Regions from separate parts of the Mus musculus genome. Here regions 1 and 2 are each linked to region 3. A link is a contact called in public HiChIP or PLAC-seq and Micro-C data. All regions are on one chromosome and are shown on one strand. Each heading gives the region's core, a stretch centred on a gene start, on an enhancer-like site or on the middle of the called end of the contact. The rest is flanking DNA. Distances are from core to core; before and after follow the strand shown. Region 1 holds the start of Fancg (Fanconi anemia, complementation group G). Region 2 holds the start of Reck (reversion-inducing-cysteine-rich protein with kazal motifs). Region 3 holds the start of Tesk1 (testis specific protein kinase 1).

Region 1 (4,073 bases), core at 1,430-3,929, 430 kb before region 3:
CAAGGAACACGTCTGGTTCCTATGGGAAGACGGAGGCTGGGAGGCAGCATTAGCACAGTCCCAAGAGCTTCATCCTTACTTGGATTCGTTAAGCTATTTTAAACATTGCACCCAAGAAAATCCCCCAATATGGAGCTACCAGAGCAAGGTCACTCAGAAAGTCTATTGGGCTTTTTTGGTTGGTTGGGGCTTTTGTTGTTATTTTAGTTGTGTGTGTGTGTGTGTGTGTGTGTGTGTGTGTGTGTGTGTGTTTTGGTTTGGTTTGTTTGTTGACAACCATGAGAGCAGCCTTCCCAGAATATAATGATGCTATAAACAGAGAATGGTGGTGCAGGCTTGTTGTCCTAGTGACTCATATTCTAGATGTTGAAGCAAGAGGGCTGTAGGTTCAAAATCTTGAACCTTGGCTACAGAATGAATTCAAGGCTAGACTAGGCTGGACAACTTATGGTTCTATCTTCAAATAGAAAATAAAAAGAGTTGAGGACTGGGTGTGGTGGTCCACACCTATAAATCTCAGCACTGGAGGCTGTGGCTGCGCTAGAAGGAATGCAGTAAGTTTGCAGCCGGGGTACACAGTTAGAGCCTGTCCCCAAAACAAAGTGGGCAGCCTGGCATGGTGGTGCACACCTCTAATCCCAGCACTTAGGAGACGGAGGTATGTGGGTCTTTGAAGCCCTCCTGGTCTAAGGCTACATAGTAAGACCTTGTCTCCAAAAAAAAAAAAAAGTGTGTGTGTTGTAAAGTGGAAGTAGACTAGAGAAATGGTTCAGTGGTTAAGAGCACTTATTCTTACAGAGGACCCAACTTCAGTTCCTAGCATCTACATGATGGCTCCCAATTAGTGGCTCTTTAACTCCAGTTCCAGGGGATCCAACCCCCTCTTCTGACTTCCATGGGTACCAGGCACAAACATGGTACACATACATATATTCAAGTCAAACACTCAAACACATAAAATTACATTAGAAAACAGGAAGATGGGCAGGAAGGGAAGATGGAAAAGGTAGAGTGCTTGCTTAGCATGTCTGAAGCCCTAGGAGATTTGGGGGTGTGGGGAGGTACATTCATCTTCATTTCCCCAGTTACCTGGCTGCCATTTAGGGTTTGTAACAGCAAGGTCAGGTCCTCCAGGTGGTCGGTACTCATCCAGAAGACAGCTTGAAGGCTGGCCAGGCAGTGTAAGGCAGGCAGCAGCTCCGGTGGAAGGGAGGAAGCAGAGAGGACAGAGTGCCACAGCTCCTTGAGTCCCTGCTGTGACTTGGGCTCCAGGTGATGCTGGGCCTCCAGCACTGTAAAGCACAAACACACACACATACACACACACACCCATCTCTCATCTCCCTATACTCTCTGGGTTTTCCTTTCTGAAAGAGCCCAAAGACTACAATAATACACCTGCCTAGTCTGAGGAACATACAGAGGATTAGAAAAGAACATCTGTCTCCGTGGACAGATGTTCCTCTCACCCCCCAGCCTCATCCCTAAATCCAAACTGAAACTACCAGGAGCAGAGGAGACCTTACCTCTTTCGAGGCCCCTTTGAAGATCCTGGGTAAGATCTTCAGTGAAAGCCTGGACTAGGCTAGCCCTCAGGATTATACAATTACAGAGGACAGTCAGCTCCAAGGGGAGAGCGGGGACAGCAGCAGGGAGTCCTGGAGCGACAGGATGCTGGTCTCACAGGCTGTCCCATGAAACACAGCCCAAATGGTTTCCAACCCAGAGACCAACCCCACTCCAACCAAGGCTTCAAGAAGGAATTCAGTTTTTGCTCAGACAACTTTGGAAAGAGCAGGAAGTTCTCTAAATCTCCTGAAAATCACCTCTTCAAATGTTCCTGTGTGTGTGTGTGTGTGTGTGTGTGTGTGTGTGTGTGTGTGTGTGTGTGTGTGAAAAGAAGAAGGAATTAAGCTACTGAAAGACAATCCCACCCAGTCTCTTCTGGGCTTTACGCAGGACTCCATAAGCCCTAGGAAAATCACCTCAATCCTAGAACCTCGTAAAAGAAGCTCATCTTTGAATGCTGGTGATTTGCGGGGTGGTCTGAGGGGGGAACTGAACCTTCTGGAAGGTCGTTCTTACCTTGTAGAGTGAGGAGGAGTTCCCTAAGCCCTTCCAGTGTGTCTTGGGCCGATTGCTGTCGCCTCAGAGAGGGACGAGAATCCCTGGTGAGTTGCTGAAATTATGTAGGGAGGCATTAAGGATCAGTCTTTCTCCCTTGTAACAGAGACAGGGAGGGACACATATTCCTGTCACTTCTGTTTCTAAGGACGGAGGTCAAGCTCTGTTCCTTCCCCCTAGACTAGGGTGAGATCATTACAAAGCCGCTTTCTGACATCTTGAGGGTACAAGGTGAGAGTCCCAGCAACCACATTACCTTAGCCTGTCTAACAAGCTGGTCGTTCTTTTCCCTCCACAGGTCCAGGCTACTGGAAAATGTTTTGGGGAGGGCTGGAATGACCTGGCTGGACATTGTCGCCGAGGTAGATCACTGTTACCCGAAGGGGTCTTTTCATGGGTGGAGGCTGGTCCCACCGGTGTCTTCACCCTAACCGCAAGAAGCCACTTCTGCACCCCACCGGACTCCCCCCGGGTCGCAGCCGGGCTTGCTCTCCCTGACCAGAAACCCACCTCTCAGTCCCCGCCACCACCCACCGCGCCTGTGGTTGGCCAAGCTGCAACACTCTCGGCCGCGGTTGGTTGTCTTCAAGAGACGGTTCCGCGGGAAACTGAAAAGAAACCCGGAACAAGGAGGCGGGGAGACAGGAGGCCAGCCACATGCCAAGGACGAACTGCTGGGTCTGCAGGGCCTCCGCGGGGGTCAGAGTGTTGAGGCTAGTTTAGGAGGAGTGGGTCTTGGCACCAGTCTCTGGCGGCGCTCTGCCTTAGAACCAACGGCAGTCCAGGTTTCCCCGCTCCGTGGCTGGAAGACGGACCGCGCGGTGTTTGCTGGGAGTTGTAGTACTGTGGAGAACGCCCAAGAAAAGATTCCTCATCACCCATCCCTACCCCCACCCAACCCCCCAACCCCGGAAGAAAATGTCTCCCGAAAACTAAGGACAGGAGACTGAAGCCCTTGGTAATCTCATCCTTTCTCTTTGAGAAAAACAAAAAAACAAAAAACGCGGAGAATCGGACATTCCTACGCAGAAAGGAAGGAGAAAAAAAGTACTTGACACTATGTATATGGTAGCAGCAACTCAAAACACTTCACAAAAGACATACAAGAGCCCCAAATAAAGCTGGGCGTGGTGGCACACGCCTTTAATCCCAGCACTGGGGAGACAAAGGCAGGCAGATTTCTGAGCCTGGTCTACAAAGTGAGTTCTTGGACAGTCAGGGCTATACAGAGAAACCCTGTCTAGAAAAAGAAAAAAAAAAGAGCCCCAAATAAAAAGCTTAGAAAACAAGAAATCACTTTCACAGGTTTAACAAGATTTGCTTTTGCCTTGTTGTTATCATTTTTGAAGGCTTGTTTTTATTTTGTGTTTTTTAAAATTACGTTTATGCGTCTGTTTATGGGTAGGTACATGTGAGTGCATGCAGGACTGATGGGCAGAGATGCCCAATGCCCTGGATTTGAATTTTAGTCCTTAGCCACCTGACATGGGCACTGGGAACCAACCTTGAACACAGGCCTGAGGGCCTGCACGAGCACTAAGTACTCTTAAGACGAGCCGTCTGTACAGCCCGATGATATTTTTGAGAGTTTCACTGTGTAATCCTGGCTGGCCTGGTACTGGCTTTGCAACCTCCACCTGATGGTGATCCTCCTGCCTGAGCCTCTCAAGTGCTAGAATTACAGGTGTGCACCATCTTATCCAGCAGGCAATGAGAGTTTTGTTGTTGTTGTTGTTGTTGTTGTTGTTTCTTTTTTGGGTGGAGGTGCGGGGGGGGGGGGGTGCAGTGGTGGTGGTTGTTGTGTTCTTTTTCTTTTCCAGAGAGGCTTTCTCTGTGTAGCCCTGATGCCCTGGAACACCCTCTGTACACCAGGCTGGCCTCAAACTCACAGAGATTAGCCTGTCTCTGCCTCTCAAGTGCTGGAGTTAAAGGTGTACACTGCCTCGACC
Region 2 (3,551 bases), core at 598-3,097, 430 kb after region 3:
AGCTTCAGAACAACCAATAGTTGGTGATTAAGTCTATCTAAAAGCACCATATTGATCTCTAAGCATCGATCGTTTTAAGTGACACGTGATCACACCAGCATTGTAGGGCAGAAATATAGTATGAGCTCCAAGGTGAACCACACACTTTTCCTGACAGCTACACTTTAAATAAAGTTAAAAGGAAGAGTGGTAGATAAACGCTATACATTTGTCACAGCACATTCCCAATAGTGACTCCGCGTGTCAGCTCGGGCACGCCCATTGTCACAAAGGTGCCAGGTGGTGGACATTGGTTGTAAGAGAGGCTGTGCATATGAGGGGCACTTTATGTTTTAGTACCGTCCATTCAGCTGGGCTATGAGCCTAGAACTGTTCCAGAAAGTAAAGCCTTAGTTGATAAGGGAAGAGGGTGGGGCAGAAACGATGTAATACAGTCCTCAGTGGTGTTTTGTTTTGTTGACAGGGTTTCTCTGTATAGCCCTGACTGTCCTGGAACTCACTTTGTAGACCAGGCTGGCCTTGAACTCAGAAATTCACCTGCCTCTGCCTCCCAAGTGCTGGGATTAAAGGCATGCACCACCACGCCCGGCTTGTCCTCAGTGTTTTTAATAAAGAAAGTCTGTTGTTTTGAAGAAGCACAAAGTAGTAGGGGCAGAGTGGGAAATACGTTCAGCCAGTTAGCCCCATGGCCTGAGTTCAGATATCTCAATTATTCACTGGGTCAAGCACTGTCTGAGACATTCTAAATACAATATGAGACTGGGTTCCTGTGCGCTTGATCAGGAAATCAGGGCCAGCCTTGGCTTCATTGTAAACTCAAGGTCAGCCTGAGCTGTATGAGATCCTGTCTTCAAAATAAGTAAATAAACACAATACGTTCATTAATCTTATCAAGAAGGCCAGCATGAGGGTTGGGGTGGGGGGGAGGCTCAGAAGTAAAAATGTCCTCACCCACAGACACGGGGCTAGTCGGGAGTAGTGTACAATCTGGACTCGAGGAGGGTGTCAAGACTTTGTTCTTTTCATTACAGTCATAGTTACCATCTGTCGCAGGAGAAAGCTGCTGTTAGTGACCTGAATAGAGGAATCTGGAAATAAGCAATTGGCTTCACTTCTGAACAGCAAGTCTCTAAACTGGACGAGCTATCTGTTCAAGGGCCAGGTAGCCAGGAAAAAGGGGGGGGTGGGGGGTGGGGGGCGTTTCTCCACAATGAATTCGCTTTGATTCCTAGGTCCTCTGGAACATTCTCCGGAGTAGCTGCTCAAAGATTCATCTCCAAATCCTCTCGAACCAATTCTGAATTTCAAGGCTCTCTAAGTCTAGTCATACAGGCTGCCCTGACCCTTTCTCTGAGTGCAATAGGTATTAACAGCGAAGCCAGCCTGTGAATCCGTGCCCTCAGCAGAGCCCTTTGGCTTTGAGGGGAGGCCAGGTAACACGCCTTCTTTAGGTCGAGGCAGCCTTTGGACAGGATAGTAAGAGTGTTCTGGAGGATTCAACTAGGGGTGCACGCCCTACAGTTCAGCTTTGACTTAGCCCTTGCAAATCAGACGGACCTGCAGAGTGATCTCGGCAGGCCAGTCGCCCCTGAGCTGCGGGCTCCCCACCCCCTATGTGCCCCGACACGGGACAGAGGCATTCCACAGGGGTCTCCAGCCTCTGACTTCCCGTTTGAAGACCGCAGCCCGGGAGCCCGAGTCCGAAGGCGACACACAGCTGGCCCATAACAAAGAGCCAGGGTCCAGGGCGCGCTGCCGCCCCCCGGGAGGTTTTGAAAACTCTGAGCGGCCGGGGCGGGGCTTCAGCGAGCCGCAGCCAATCACCAGAGAGCCAAGGCGCCGGGGGCGGGGCCTGGTGCCAGGGGTTGCTACGGCCAGGCTGGGTCCGAGCATCCCGCGGCTTCGGACCCACCCGGCCCGGACATGGCGAGCGTCCGGGCCTCCCCGCGCAGCGCGCTGCTACTTCTGCTGGCCGCGGCGGGGGTCGCGGAGGTGACGGGGGGCCTGGCCCCGGGCAGCGCGGGTGAGTAGCCGCGGGAGCCACGATCGGGGCGGTCCTGAGGAGTGCCTCAGCGCTCCAAGATGGCGCGGAGCCGGGGGCGGGGTGCGCGTGCCCCCAGACCCGCGGGCGGCGGTCAGGAACGCCGGGCTGGAGCCCGACCCGGAGGCCGCTCTCCGCCCTCGTCTTCTTCTCCCTGAAGATCTTGCGAACCCTGGGGTGGTGACTGGGGTTCGAGGCCTTGTTCTGTCACCTCCCAGACAGGGGCCCCTTGCCCTGCCGGACCCTGGTCCCTGGCCAGGGTCCCTGTCAGAAAACAGGGAGGTGCCTGGGCTCCGGATAGCACCGCTGGGCGGAAGGGATACGTAGGTGCAGCTCCCCTGCTGCTGCCCAGTCAGTTGTTGTCACTTGTTAATTTGACTGACTTGGCCTGAGTGGCGGTGAACTTTGATAGGGTCCACAAGGTTGCCTGGCGGGTGCACCGTGGGTCTGAGACCCGGCTGGGGGATGGGGTAAGGTGGGGTGGGGGTTGACTACACATCGATAAATCACCCCGTGGCGGCTTGGCTTCGGGAGAGAGGTGTGTTCTAGGGCTCTGTTAAAGCAGTTGCACCAGAGATGGATGGAAAGCTTGACCGCTTAGGATTGTCCTTCCTGCGCTTGCTCAGCGTTCGGATGTGACACGAACTCGTGCTTCCCGGGACACCTCAGGCTGATAGGTGGTGGAAGACAGGAGCGCTAAGCAGTTTGAATTCAGGCAGACAGGTTCAGAGGAGAGATGCGGGTGGGGCTGCATGTGCACAGAGGAACGTTGACATTCACCTAGAAGATGAGAAAAACCGAGTGTCTACCTATACTAGCCATCGAAAGATGAATGGAATTTTTATAACAAAAGTAACGGAGGAGTGTGTTGCTTACAGGGAGAGGCACTCAGGGGAAAAACATACCCAGTCTCAAGGAAGTTTTCAAGAAAGCCTGAGAAGTTAAAATTAAGGAGTTTTGGTTGATGCTTTATTTATTTATTTATTTATTTATTTTAAAGGAAGGCATTTGAAGAAGATTGTGACAGGAACCTGGGATTAGTTAATTATTTGAATTCTAAATTTAACTATAAACTAGTAAGGAAACCAATAGAAAAGGGACGAAAGAATACTGTGAATTCTTGACTAATCCAGCTTATCTCTCTGTGTTCTAGTTAGTCCAAAGATGTCTAAAGAATACTAGTTACCCCCTTCTTATCCCACTGTTGTGGAGTAGGGCTTTTAGGAAAACTTCAGTAAGTTACTTAGCCTTAATCTTTTTTTTTACTTTAATATCCACATTCTTATATATGGTACCGTCTACATCTATGGTTCTCAACTTGTGGGACGCCACCCCTTTTGGGAGGTCCGATGATCCTTTCACAGGTGTCACCTAAGACCATCAAAGACCCAGAGATGATTATGATTCATAACAGTAGCAAAATTTAAGTCATGAAGTAGCAAAGAAAGCATTTATGGTTGAGGGAGGGTCACCACCACATGAGGTGTGTTAAACGGTCAGAGCTTTAAGA
Region 3 (3,899 bases), core at 1,339-3,838:
TAGAGCCTAGAGAGATGGCTCGACTGTTACAAACACTGGCTGCTCTTCTAGAAGACCAGGTTCAATTCCCAGTACCCACATGGAGACTTACAGCCATCTGTGACTCCAGTTCCAGGGTATCCAGCATCCTCTTCTGGCCTCTGTGGGTAGCAGGCATGTACACTGTGCACTGATATACATGCAGGCAAAACATACATGCACGTAAAATTAACAAAAATTGGTAATAATAATGGGAAAGATGGAGACTAGGTTAGCAATTTTAAAAGATTAAAAGCTGCTCCAGAAGCAAACCAAGGATCTCACTTAGATTCTGATTAAAGTAGACAGTTTTGAAAACCCAACATAAAGAAAAATGTGAACTTGATATTAAGAAATTATTGCTTGGTTTGGCTTGATTTAAAAAAAAAGTTCTTGCTCTGTAGCCCAGCCTGGCCTCAAACTCATGATCCTCCTGCCTCAGCCTCCTGAGCACTGAGATCACAGGTCTTCATCTGACTTTTATTAGTTTTTACATTTGTATTGTTTATTATTGTGTGTGTGTGTGTGTGTGTGTGTGTGTGTGTGTGAGCGGACACACACATCAGGACACGTATGTGGAGGTCAGAGGTAAGTCTGTGGAGTTGAGATGTGAGCGGACACACACGTCAGGACACGTATGTGGAGGTCAGAGGTAAGTCTGTGGAGTTGAGATGTGAGCGGACACACACGTCAGGACACGTATGTGGAGGTCAGAGGTAAGTCTGTGGAGTTGAGATGTGAGCAGACACACACGTCAGGACATGTATGTGGAGGTCAGAGGTAAGTCTGTGGAGTTGCTGCTCTCCTTCCCCCTTTGCCTGCATCTCAGGCTTCAAGCTCAAGTCGTCAAGTCTTTTATGAGTTTTTAAAGGCACAACAATGTTGTGGTAGATATTATGTGGGGGTTTCTACTCCACCTTAGATCATTTGCCTCCCAACTAAAAGACACAAACCTTTATAATAAACCTTAACAGCACTAGAGTTGGGCAGATGTCAACCCTCTGGGCTATTTTTGTCTGCTTTCTTGTCAATAACCCCAAGACATCACTTGCCACACACATTCCACCTAGGCCACTCCCACTCCAACAGGCCAGCCCTGGTGGCCAGGTGCTCACAATCCACACCACCCCATGGCGACTTCTCCACCCTCCCTTCCTTCTCTCCTCTCTTCTGTGCCTGAACACAAGCCCGGGAACCTTCAGCCCCACCTACCTCTTCTGCCCAGCTATAGGCTGTAGGCATCTTTACTAACCAATCATGAATATACAACAAGAGCTGGTATAGTTGAGGACCTGCTTGTCTTGGAGCAGCCAGGTCATGGGATACAGTTTTTAGCATTTGAATACAGAGCCACAACAGACCAACCCACTACACAACAATGACACCACGATTTAATGAAGATTCCTTTTTCTAATCAGTGGTAAAATAATGCCATAGCTATGCAGCAAATAACTGGGTGCAGGGACAGACATGTGGACAAAACACGTGGCCATGAGTTACTCCCAGGATAGTCACAGGCCCAGAGGGTATCTGAAAGCAGGTATATTTACTAGAGAAAGAAGGGAGTGTGCACATGCGTGCTCCCTGAGTGACAGTATATCGTCCCTGTGACCATCATTATTGCTGGCTGATGATAATCTACCTCCTACACTCAACAGCTTTTCCACCTGAACTTTTAAAAACTGGTGATACCAGTTTTAAACCTTGATAGAAACCTAACGATGAACCTGGCTGCTGCACTCCCCCAACACACACACACACACACACACACACACACACACACACACACACACACAGAGCTTCTCAGGCACATCAACATTCCCTCCTTTTTACTAGTGTATCCTAGCTCAGTCTTGCATCCCCAGCAGAGGGAACCACCACACGGCCTTCTTCCTAAACACTCCCTCTCACCATAACCACCACAGCGCCCTTCCTAAACACACACACACAATTCAGCATGAAACTACTGTCACAGACATTGATCCTCAAAATGACTAATGGGACAGAATCCAGTGTCAGTTAAGCTTACTACAGTGAGGGTATCCTACAGGTACAAATTCCGAGTGTCTTCAGACCTTGCACAAACTATGGAAAATAAAATCCTGCCAGGAGGGGTAGCATATGTTTGTAATCCCAGCACAAAGTGGTATGGTGTGGTATGAATCCAAAGCCAGCATGGGCTACAGGGCAAGACCGTTTCAATCTCTACACAAAAGATTACAAATAGGTTCTCAGAATTAACTCTAATTTAATGCGATGAGTATGTTTTGCTGTTACCAGTGGGGGAAAAGAACACGCATTGGCCTACTCTCCTTTTCTAGAACAACTGTGCATGACTGTTCTCTCTCCAAACCTGAACGATTCCCTTATACGGTGCACTCTCAAGACGGCCTTGCACATTCAGCCTGCCCTCACTCCATTCCGCCGCGAGGTGGCAGGACGCTCACGGATGCCAGGAGACCTCTGCCGGGATCCAGTGACGTCACGCAACCCTAGCGACGATTGGCTACCTTCCCGATGACCTTGAGGGGAGGAGTCCGTGGCAGAGCCGGAAACATCGGCAACAGCGAAAGCCACGTCCCGAGACCGGGCGTGCGCACTCCGAGGATCCCAACCGCTGTAGAGGCCTCTGCACCTCCTCCTCTGGACTGAGGGGGCACACTGGCGTCTACCGACGTGGGGCGCAACCTGCCGAAAGGGGTCACACCGCTGGGCGCTAGCGAGGGGAGGAGTCACCTTGAGAGGAGGGGTCACAATGACTAGCCGAGTCACTCTGCCAGGTCTCTTTTAGTGAGAGGAACACAAAGAGGAGGGGGTGCAGCACTGAGGGGCTCGGGGAACACACGGATGTAGCAGTGTCATCCGTAGGAAAGGTCCCCCGAAGGAGAGCGGGCTCCGAGGGGCAGCGGCCTTTGAGGGGGCGGGATCCTGCCGAGGGCGGGGCCTCCTTGCAGGTGCAGGCGTCTCCGAAGAGAGGGTTATTAGGACAAAGAAGTAAGAGGGTGGTCACCGGATCGAGCGTCGGAATCTCAACTTTACTTAGGGGGATGGAGATGGAGTGAGAAGGAGTCGAGCAGGTCAGGGATGCGAAGGCCAGAGGCTCCCTACAGCCCTGGATACTGCGATCGGAGAAGACAGGTGTTAGCGAGCCCCGAGATTTAGAGTGTCGGGGTCAGAAACCCCCCTGAAATGGACAGTCGGAGTCGGACGCAGACCGGGCAGGCAGCGTGGTCGATCCGTGGAGCCCAGGGCGCAGGAGAATTAGCGCCAGCAGTCAACCCTCAAGTCGTCCTGTGATTCACGCCCCGGCCTACGCGCGGGGGACGCACCTGAGGGGGCGTGGCCGGGCCGCAGCCCGGGCTCCAAGGAGTTAACCGCAGACCGGGCCGGGCCCCGCCCCGGGCAGGCCGCACAGCCTGAGCCCGGCGGCGAAGCGGAGCAGCAGCCGCCCGCGGGGAGCCCGCCGCCGGCGCCCGGGAGCGCCGCCGCCGCCCGGCCCAGGCCCAGGCCCAGGCCCCGCGCAGAGCGGAGAGCCGCGGCGTTCCACCGGGCCCAACTCGCCGGCGCGGCGGGGGCGGGCCCAGGACCTTCGGCAGGTCCTCCAGGAGTCCACCGGGCGGGAGTCCCGGCCCCCGGGATCGGGTTGGGCCGGCGCCCATGGCGAGCGCGGCCTGCCCGGGTCCCGGGGATCCGGCCATGTGAAGCAGGCCGGGGCTGGGGGCCCGGCCATGGCCGGGGAACGGCCGCCGCTGCGGGGCCCCGGGCCCGGAGAGGCTCCGGGGGAGGGGCCGGGGGGCGCAGGCGGAGGCCCGGGCCGGGGCCGGCCCTCCTCCTACCGGGCCCTCCGCAGCGCCGTGTCCAGCCTTGCGCGTGTGGACGAT

The links. A called contact is a pair of places that touch in the nucleus more often than the background predicts. HiChIP or PLAC-seq counts read pairs in DNA pulled down with a chosen protein or histone mark.
Region 1: an H3K4me3 HiChIP or PLAC-seq map of embryonic stem cells shows a contact between it and region 3, with 15 read pairs. The contact joins the promoter of Fancg here to the promoter of Tesk1 in region 3. A contact is called at or near these places in 3 of 39 promoter capture datasets (embryonic stem cells, neural stem cells and pre-B cells), 1 of 15 datasets of contacts at CTCF or cohesin (large pre-B cells), 2 of 484 Hi-C or Micro-C datasets (embryonic stem cells and neutrophils), 19 of 115 datasets of contacts at active chromatin or transcription factors (the 230-238 cell line, the SCID.adh cell line, astrocytes and 12 more) and 3 of 9 other capture datasets (adipose tissue, embryonic stem cells and liver).
Region 2: a Micro-C map of embryonic stem cells shows a contact between it and region 3, with 6 times the contacts expected there. The contact joins the promoter of Reck here to the promoter of Tesk1 in region 3. A contact is called at or near these places in 7 of 39 promoter capture datasets (the 3T3-L1 cell line, 3T3-L1-derived adipocytes, hippocampal neurons and 3 more), 1 of 15 datasets of contacts at CTCF or cohesin (embryonic stem cells), 20 of 484 Hi-C or Micro-C datasets (CD4 T cells, the G1E-ER4 cell line, the MNK3 cell line and 12 more), 3 of 115 datasets of contacts at active chromatin or transcription factors (astrocytes, embryonic stem cells and memory CD8 T cells) and 1 of 9 other capture datasets (liver).

The regions. Positions count from the first base shown.
Region 1 is chr4:43,007,622-43,011,694 of GRCm38.p6, forward strand. Fancg (Fanconi anemia, complementation group G) reads right to left here and starts at 2,680. Exons shown (of 14, transcript NM_053081.2): 1 at 2,381-2,680; 2 at 2,086-2,179; 3 at 1,527-1,658; 4 at 1,090-1,292. The coding sequence starts at 2,476.
Region 2 is chr4:43,873,683-43,877,233 of GRCm38.p6, forward strand. It overlaps Reck (reversion-inducing-cysteine-rich protein with kazal motifs), which reads left to right and starts at 1,848. Exons shown (of 21, transcript NM_016678.2): 1 at 1,848-2,023. The coding sequence starts at 1,924.
Region 3 is chr4:43,439,689-43,443,587 of GRCm38.p6, forward strand. Tesk1 (testis specific protein kinase 1) reads left to right here and starts at 2,589. Exons shown (of 10, transcript NM_011571.3): 1 at 2,589-3,899. The coding sequence starts at 3,747.